Regions from separate parts of the Bombyx mori genome. Here region 1 is linked to region 2. Evidence: chromatin contacts called from public Hi-C data. All regions are on one chromosome and are shown on one strand. The core of a region is the stretch at or near the end of the contact, and the rest is flanking DNA. Distances in the headings are between cores, read along the strand shown. Region 1 holds the start of LOC101742366 (RNA exonuclease 1 homolog). Region 2 holds the start of LOC101741644 (HEAT repeat-containing protein 5B).

Region 1 (4,711 bases), core at 1,630-4,129, 590 kb before region 2:
ATTGTACACTGAAAGGTCTATGGGATTGTAGTGTTTTATCAAGTGTGTTGGACGGCTAAATTTGAGGTGACTGGGTTCTGTAGGTGATGAGGGGCTATTTAGAAAACACTATTTCATTATAATTATATTGCAAATATTTTGAACACTGTTACACCATTATAATATTTTATCTTTATAAAACTCTTAGATGTCCGTGTCTAGATCATAGATTTAATCAAAGAATAATAAAAGATCACTTAATATATTGAGAAGTCTTTGCCCATAGATTATACACTTAATTGTCTTTGTCTTCACTGACGAAAAGACAATCGTTTGATTTAAACATTTAAGAGCATTCCAATATTTGAAATCTGTAATCTTATATGTGTCAAGTGTTGCCGGCTATTACTTTTATACTCAAACTCCAACAAAGTGAAACTCCAAAAATATTATCTATGATTTACCTCCTTCTATTATTTTTTTAATTATTATAATTTTTTGGTTCGTACCTCTAGCAAACAACAAAGCCAGAGATTCTTATTTACATTTTTTGTTTTAATTTTAATTATAATTGATACTCCTGCCCATAAGGGTCTTAAAAATTCCGAGCCTCTTTATCATACCTGTTCTCGCATTTATTCATCTCGTACTTTCATTCATTCCATTCATACTTTGCATGCCTAGCTACGACTAATAAAGGGAGGGCTATTGGGACTCTTTATTTCTATATTTTTTTACATATCCTACCTCCTTCTATTCTAGTGCGAGCCATAGAGCTAAAACTAAAACGACAATTTTTAATTTGTAAAACATTAATTAATACGTTTCCACCGGCCAGGCATAAACGTCTATGATCAAAAAAACTGGGCTCATAAATATCATTATAGTACCAGAGATCAAAATAAGACATGGCGTAGCTATCAAGTTGTCAGAAACTAGGCACATACATTTTTTTGCAACGTAGTTCCTTAGCGTGACTTGAGATCGGAGTTGACTCATAGAATTCATCAGGTAACAAAAGAGGGCTATTCTTTGTTACATGTGACTTTCAGTCTCTGTATCTATCCATTAATTAGGAGTGTGGAGGTATATGTATGCGTTTATTAGCTAATTAGTAAGCATCGATATTTCAAACATTACGTGCTATTCACAGCTGCATAAGTAGGTATCATTGCCCTGACTGACAAAACCGGCGCATGCGCAATGTAGGCGTGAGGTGATGGTTTGTGTATAAGATATAAAATAATTAATAATTGGGAATTTAATTGTTTTTATGATCGAATAATCACCAATAGTCGTCGAACAAACGATAATTGATTAAAATTTATTAATCTGAGCGATTAAAATAAAGATATCTAGTAAAGAGGGCCAACTTAAGGGTGATCATTTGCTTAAGTAATTATCTATACTAATAATATTATAAAGAGGAAAGATTTGTTTGTTTCGAATAGGCTCCGAAACTACTGGACCGATTTGAAAAATTCTTTTTCCATTAGAAGCCGACATTGTCCCTGATGAACATAGGCTACTTTTTTTTGCTTTCATGTGTGTTTTAATGTTTCCGAAGCGAAGCGAGGGCGGGTCGCTATAAATAAATAAAAGACAAACAAACATTAACGAACAAACGACGAAAAAATAATTAAAAATAAAAAAATCTGAAAATCAAAAAACGGGGCGCCAAATTCAGTGAGCCGTCTATGTAGAAACATGAAAACCGACTGTTTCAAATGTATAATAAATGAGTGCTTCCATCCAACCAATCATAGATGTTGGACTTTTTGGCGGGAACGCGAGGAGTGAAGTTGTGCGTTTTGTTTTATTTCGTCTATTTAGTGTTTTTTCAGGTTTAAATGTGTAATAACGGTGGTTTATTAACTGTTTAATATCTGTAAAAGTGCACAAATGTGGGAAAATGAAACAAAGCCGCTGGACGTCACTTCTCGGGATCCTCCATAAAGTCCAATGAAAAAGTCTCAGTAGATGACCACCATTTTACTGAGATTATATTTCATCCCATATCATCTTATCTTCATTTCATTTCATAATTTTTCATAAAAATAAGAAAATAAATTAAAATAAGACATGACTTAAAGGTCTTAGTTACCAGGTCATAAAATCCCTTAAAAAAAAAAGAGGAAAGATTTGTTTGTTTCGAATAGGCTCCGAAACTACTGGACCGATTTGAAAAATTCTTTTTCCATTAGAAGCCGACATTGTCCCTGATGAACATAGGCTACTTTTTTTTTTTTTTTGCTTTCATGTGTGTTTTAATGTTTCCGAAGCGAAGCGAGGGCGGGTCGCTATAAATAAATAAAAGACAAACAAACATTAACGAACAAACGACGAAAAAATAATTAAAAATAAAAAAATCTGAAAATCAAAAAAAGGGGCGCCAAATTCAGTGAGCCGTCTATGTAGAAACATGAAAACCGACTGTTTCAAATGTATAATAAATGAGTGCTTCCATCCAACCAATCATAGATGTTGGACTTTTTGGCGGGAGCCCGAGGAGTGAAGTTGTGTGATTTGTTTTAGTTTGTCTATTTAGTGGTTCTTCAGGTTTAAATGTGTAATAATGGTGGTTTATTAGCTGTTTAATATCTGTGAAAGTGCACAAATGTGGGAAAATGAAACAAAGCCGCAGGACGTAACTTCTCGGGATCCTCCAAAAAGTCCACTGAAAAAATCTTAGTTAATGACCACCATTTTACTGAGATTATATTTCATCCCAAATCATCTCATTTCATTTCATTTAATTTCATCCCAGTTGATTAATGTCTCAAATTAATCATCTTCATTTCGTTTCACTCCTTAATATCATTTTTCATAAAAATATGAATATATATTAAAATAAGACTGACTTAAAGGTCTCAGTTACCAGGTCATAAAATCCCTTAAAAAATTATAGATGTGACATAGGTAAGGTATGAATGCATCCAATGTTCCCAAAATCTTAGAAGTGTTTGATTGATACTGTCGGACTAACATTAATGTTGCCTTCAACGGGATATTTTAACGCCATTAATTGTCCTTTTTACGACAATGGCCTTTGTGAAAGACCTTATTGTCATTTTCGTCATGTAAAAAGAGATTTACAAAATTCATCCAGTGATGGAATTGAAAGCGGTGCGATATTACAAAAACTTGTTTCAGCAGCTGTACAAAAGGTTCTACAACAAACTGATAGCACTGGGTCCGCAATTAGTGTACAGACAGTAAACAATAATCTCGATGACAATCTTGTATCTATTAGTAAACCAACCTACAACCCTACACCAATATCGGAACTTAAAAAGATAAATCATTTAGAAACAGAAAATAACGACGAAAATAGCGAACAAAGAAAACGTCATATTCCCGTACCATATACCCCAAGAAAACCAGTCAGTGCAAGTTTGAGGATACCTGAGTCGCAGGATACATCTAAACCATTCATTTACATTCCTCCGCCATTAACATACACTCCTGGGAGTAACGAGAATGTACAGTGTGATAGTTACGTGCCTCCTGGATCATCTGCAAGTACAGAAACCTATAATCCAGGTTCTGAAAAAGAACTGCAAGAATATCAGCCTTGTGAACTAGACCTAAATACTACAAACAAACGAAATTACATTCCTTCGGACAGGAATTCGAGCAAAAATAAAGTTCTCGAATATAAACCTTCTAAAGTTTCGTCAAGAAATGAACCTACTGTAAAATATCAACCAACACCAAAGTTCTTAGCTCCATGTTTCTCAAGTGATGAGGATGAACCAGATAATAAGAAAATTAAATTATCAAGTGACCTTAATGGGCTTGATGATCTTGGCCCTGAGTTTGACATATTAGATCAAATACTTCATGAAGAAAACAAAAAGGAAGACAGTAAAACAATACTTAACAAGGCTGATAAAAATATAAGTAAAAATAATAATAGTAGTAAATGCAATAAGGAAACTAAAGTAAATAAAGAGGATAAAGTGAAGTCTGATAGCAAGAATCATAATGGTGACTCAAAGAGTAAAAAATGTAGCCCTGAGAAAAACCAAACAAATAAAACAAGGAAACATAAATCTCATAAGAAAGAAAAAAGCCTAAAAGAAAAAGAAGATCAAAAGAGTCCTAATAGGAAATCAAGTAAGAAGGAAGGAAGTGATAAAGACAAATATAAAAGTAAAAGTGAAAAACATGAAAAGAAAAAAGAAAAGCAAAATAAATATGAATCCAAGTCATCTGATAAAAGTTCAAAACAATCAAGTCATAGATCATCCAAGTCTGATTCAAATAATCACAAATACAAAGAAAAGGAACATAGAAAAAAGAAACACAAAAGTTCAAGAGACAGACAAAAAAGTAAGAGTAAAGATCCACCTCACATTGATGATGTAGATCACCAATCTGATACTAGTGAAATGGAGCCTGATGAAGAGACTATAGCGATGGAATGCAAGAAGATTTTTGATGAATATGTTCCAATCAGAAAGATAGTTGCAGAGGAAAATGAACCTACTATAGAAGAAACACAAGATGAGGAATATGTGCCCACAAAGAAGAGAGTATCACGTGCTGTAGATGTTAAAGTTGTAACAAAACGACAAATAAAACCAGATTACAAGATTAGTGCTGCCCAAGCAATGGCAGAAAGATTGGCTAAGGTTAGAGAGTTTCATAGCACAAAAGTTAATAATTCTCTGCAAAATGAAAGTAAAGGTGAGGACAATACAAATATAACAAAAAGGGAACTTCAGAA
Region 2 (4,469 bases), core at 1,663-4,162:
TACCGTTGGAGAATAATGTAATTATTTAGAATTGAAATGGATGAACTGAATCAGTAGACAGAATATTAAAAGTCAAAACATTGACGAGCAGAGTTACCAAGTGTTAAAAAAAGTCCCGTAGTGTAAAGTAGGCATAGAAGTTAAGGCTGCTTTTAATTTAATTTACAATATAGCACCATTAAAAAATGACGACCAGTTACATTTTACAAATAATTATTGTCACCCCGGCTGCTTTTATTTGCGTCTGATGAAATAGGTACCTCATTGTACGAGTGGCTGTGTTGCGACATAAACAAGAATAAGTTTTACTTTAGTCGATTTGTTAGCTATATGTGGTAAATATTTCCAATTACATTTATTTCAAACTTTAGCAGGCTTTTACTTTAAATATTTTTTATTATTTTAAATTTATAACATTAATTATATTTATTTCAAATCATATTAATTATACAATATTTCAAAAAAAAGAGATTAAAATTACCATTTTTATTCCTAGTTATCTAAACATAATTCAAGTGTAGTCCCTAAAAAAATGACTTGGCAAAAAACCTTCCTAAATTCAACATTCCTCAATTTTTCCTATATTTACGAAACTAACTCCAAAGCTGATATCACTACATGCAAGCTACAATGAGGAGCCGACTGACGAGACATGTCACACACATTTACACAGATCACATAATATTTTTATTATTATAATTATATTAATCACGTTAGTTTGGAAATAGTGATCAAAGAACACTACTGAAAGTTGGTTCAGAAAAAGCGGACAATTAGTATGCTAGTAAGTAAAAAAGGGATCTCAATTTTTTTATATCTCAGGATAGTGATTACGAACGTGTGTAGACGTGGCTACAAATATAACATCCGGCTTAATCGTATCGAGTGATGTAGTTATACCGATTCAATCTCACAGGCAAAATTACCATTTTCGAATGAAAAAAGTCCAACAGGATTTTTTTTAAAACACACGGTCTATGTTAAAACATCAATAACGACCGAATTGAATGGCTTCTCAGCTGTTTAGGATAGATATAAGAAAGCGAAAAAGTGTAAGAAAATGAAACAAAGTTTCAATGGTACTTTATTCTTTTTCATCTCAATTTTTCTCTTCTCATTGTATTTGATCCCCATAGATTATAATTTCAAATAAATCAATTTCGTGGTATTATCTCAATTTCATTGGGAATGGAACAACTATTTGTGTGCTAAATGATTTCTACGCTGGCAGCAATGGAATAACTCATTGTCTATGATACTGTATAAGACTTGGCTTCAGCCTTATTGAAATTTTCTACCCGATGATATGCAAGCGAAGTAAAATGTCCCTTAGAAATAAGGTAATGACATATGCAAGTGTAATGTTCGCTCACGCGGCCCGCACTCACTTAAAATCTAATTTCAAATTATCCAATCCCGTTTTTGCAGGATAGCCGTCGGAGCCCCGTGGTTCGTCAGGAACGTCGACCTCCATGACGACCTGGACTTAGAGTCCATCAGTAAGTATCTACAGTCGGCGTCGATGCGCCACTTCGATAAAGCGGCACGACACGAGAACCCTCTCATCGTGGCCGCCGGTAACTACATTCCTGATCCTGCGGACAGAATGGAAAGCAGTCGACGTCGCCCAAAACACGTCATCTCGGATCCTCCCGATCCACTAACGGTGCTTTTAGGTACTTCAAGCACCGGTCACCGTTCTCGTCGAACCCGTCGCTGGCGACGAAGGGCTCGACGAGTAAATTAACTCTCAGACACAGCCCACTGAGTTTCTCGCCGGATCTTCTCAGTGGGTCGCGTTTAGGATCCGGTGGTAGATTCTGCGAAGCACGACTCTTGCTAGGGTTCGTGTTAGCATCGTAGCCAGGTTTGAGCCCCGTGAGCTCACCTACAAACGTTAGGGCGAAGCTGAAATAGCCTCTCAAAGCTATCAGCATAGGTAGGAAAAAAAAAAATTAAATTTTTATTTCAGGAAGAAATTATAAAGGTCTTGGCTCCGGCCTTAATGAAATTTTTATTTCAGGATATAATATAAATCATATAAGACCTAGTTTCGGCTTTTTGAAAAGTTATTTCAAAAATTATATAGAACAGATAAGGCTCTATGGGCTTAGATCCCTTTGCCATTCTTAATAAGGAAAAATTATACCAAAAAAATATCTTTGATACTGAAAAAGTCAATCAAAAGGGCTCACTGAATTTGGCTCCCTTTTTTATTTTCCAATTTTTTTAATTTTTAATTATTTGCTTGCCGTTTCTTCGTTAATGTTTGATTGTAAAAATTGTTTGTTCGTCTTTTATTTATTTATAATTAATTAAACAAATGATCACCCTTAAGTTGGCCCCTTTTACTAGATATCTTTATTTTTATCACTTACATTAATTAATTTTGATCAATTATCGTTTGTTCGATGACTATTGGTGATTGTTCGATCATAAAAACAATTAAATTCCCGTTTATTAGTTATTTTATATCTATTATTAAGCAAACCATCACCTCACGCCTATATTGCGCATGCGCCAGTTTTGTCAGTCAGCTGGCAATGGCCGTATTTACAAGCGTTTTGTTAACAAGTGCGCTCATTAATAATTGGGAATTTAATTGTTCTTATGATCGAACAATTACCAGTAGTCGTCGAACAAACGATAATTGATCAAAATTAGTTAATCTAAGTGATAAAAATAAAGACATCTAGTACGAGGGGGCAACTTAAGGTTGATAATTTGTATAATTAATTATAAATAAATAAAAGACGAACAAACAATTTTTACAACCGAATATTAACAAACAAACGACGAACAAATAACAAAAAATAAAAAAAAGAGGTGCCAAATTCGGTGAGCCGATCAAAAGAGTGAAAAAAACAATTTAGTTCACAGATTAGTATAATTGTTAATTTGTTACTGATTTAGTTAGTTTACTTACTAGTCTGTGAATGTGGGGTGTGTTGTTTTGGAATACGGATTAATTTGGATTAAATTTGAACTAGAGTTACCCTCATTTCAGTTACGTGGTTTTACTGTGCCTTCCAGTGTTTTGTGCTTATAAAATCGGCAGTCACAGTAGTTAATAACTGTGACTATTTACTGTGGCTTATTATGTAAAAGTTATACAAAATCATACTCAATTTACCTTGTTAAAATCTGTCTATTGGTGAGTTTCAAATTTTTGTATCTTGCAATAAACAAATGTCTTCGACTGATTTTTAATAAGGATATGATAAAAAATAATGGAGTATAAATATATTTCTATTAGGATTCCTAAATCGTAAAAACAGAAATATAATAGTGTACTCGTCAAGTATATTTTACAAATAAACAAACTCATATTTCTGTGAACACGTATCCGCAACTATGCTTACTGTCAAGTAATTACATCTAAAATTAATTTAGGTCATAATGAAAGAGTTAATTATATATTGTCCCATTTTAGTTACCTAAATAGTAATCATTTCTATGTTATTACGAAATTAAAATGAAGAGGAATTGGGAATTGTAGAAATGGTTTCCAATTTTAAAACCAATGTTTTTAAAGCTAATGTATTTAACATATTCGGTAACCTCTTAACAACGCTATTGAACTCATGGTTTTACTAGTATTTATTATACAAACTCAGAGTTCTACATATCATTCTGCTCTGATTGAATTGTGTACAATAAACTCAAAACATATGTGCAATAAAAAATAAAATTTTCAGAAAAAATGGAAGTGTCCCATTCCTTGACTCTAAACGAAACAGCATTGCAGCAGCTGCCAGATGATAAAAAGCCACATTTCATATTTGAATGGCTACGGTTCCTTGACAAGGTGTTGGTTGCAGCACACAAGGTACAAAATTAAAATCATGGTTTTTTTAAATTTACACTATGATTGCATATTTATAACTTTATTATACTGTGTGTGGGTCAACAAATTAATTTATTATTATTAAAAGAGAAAAAATACAATTAACATTATACCAAATCTATTAAACAATCTAAAATTTCCCATAATTATTTTAATGTAATTAATATACTATAAACACCTATGCAATAAATAAATCAACATCAAAATTAAGTTTTGAAGAATACTAACAAGTAAAATAGCATGTTGAGTTTAATTGTTATTTTTGTTTCAGAATGATATTAAAGCTTGCCAACAAAAACTTGTTGCCCAATTAGTTAATCTTCTACGTGAATCCCTTGGTGCACCTGCTAGAAAACTGCTTGCCCGGAATTTAGCCATACTCTTCTCTGTCGGGGATACCTTCCTTTTATTTGATACAGTAAATAAGTGCAATGACATCATCAAAGTGAAGGATGACTCGCCTTCATACATGCCGACTAGATTGTACGTATAGTTGTTTAAGTGCTACATGTATGCAGTTTGATGCTGTCTATATGTCTATATTTTTCTAAGAAAATATAGCTGACTACATACACAAGTGACTTTAACTTTAACTTTTTACTGGTGGTAGGACCTCTTGTGA

Evidence for each region. A called contact is a pair of places that touch in the nucleus more often than the background predicts.
Region 1: a contact with region 2 is called in a Hi-C map of posterior silk gland, with 2.3 times the contacts expected there. The contact joins the promoter of LOC101742366 here to the promoter of LOC101741644 in region 2. A contact is called at or near these places in 3 of 7 Hi-C or Micro-C datasets (middle silk gland, posterior silk gland and whole pupa).

The regions. Positions count from the first base shown.
Region 1 is chr7:6,537,596-6,542,306 of ASM3026992v2, reverse strand. LOC101742366 (RNA exonuclease 1 homolog) reads left to right here and starts at 2,879. Exons shown (of 1, transcript XM_012694891.4): 1 at 2,879-4,711. The coding sequence starts at 2,970.
Region 2 is chr7:5,952,201-5,956,669 of ASM3026992v2, reverse strand. It overlaps LOC101741644 (HEAT repeat-containing protein 5B), which reads left to right and starts at 2,912. Exons shown (of 39, transcript XM_038012176.2): 1 at 2,912-3,154; 2 at 3,699-3,829; 3 at 4,119-4,330. The coding sequence starts at 3,704. rcd1 (cell differentiation protein RCD1 homolog) reads right to left here and starts at 93. Exons shown (of 1, transcript NM_001177325.1): 1 at 1-93.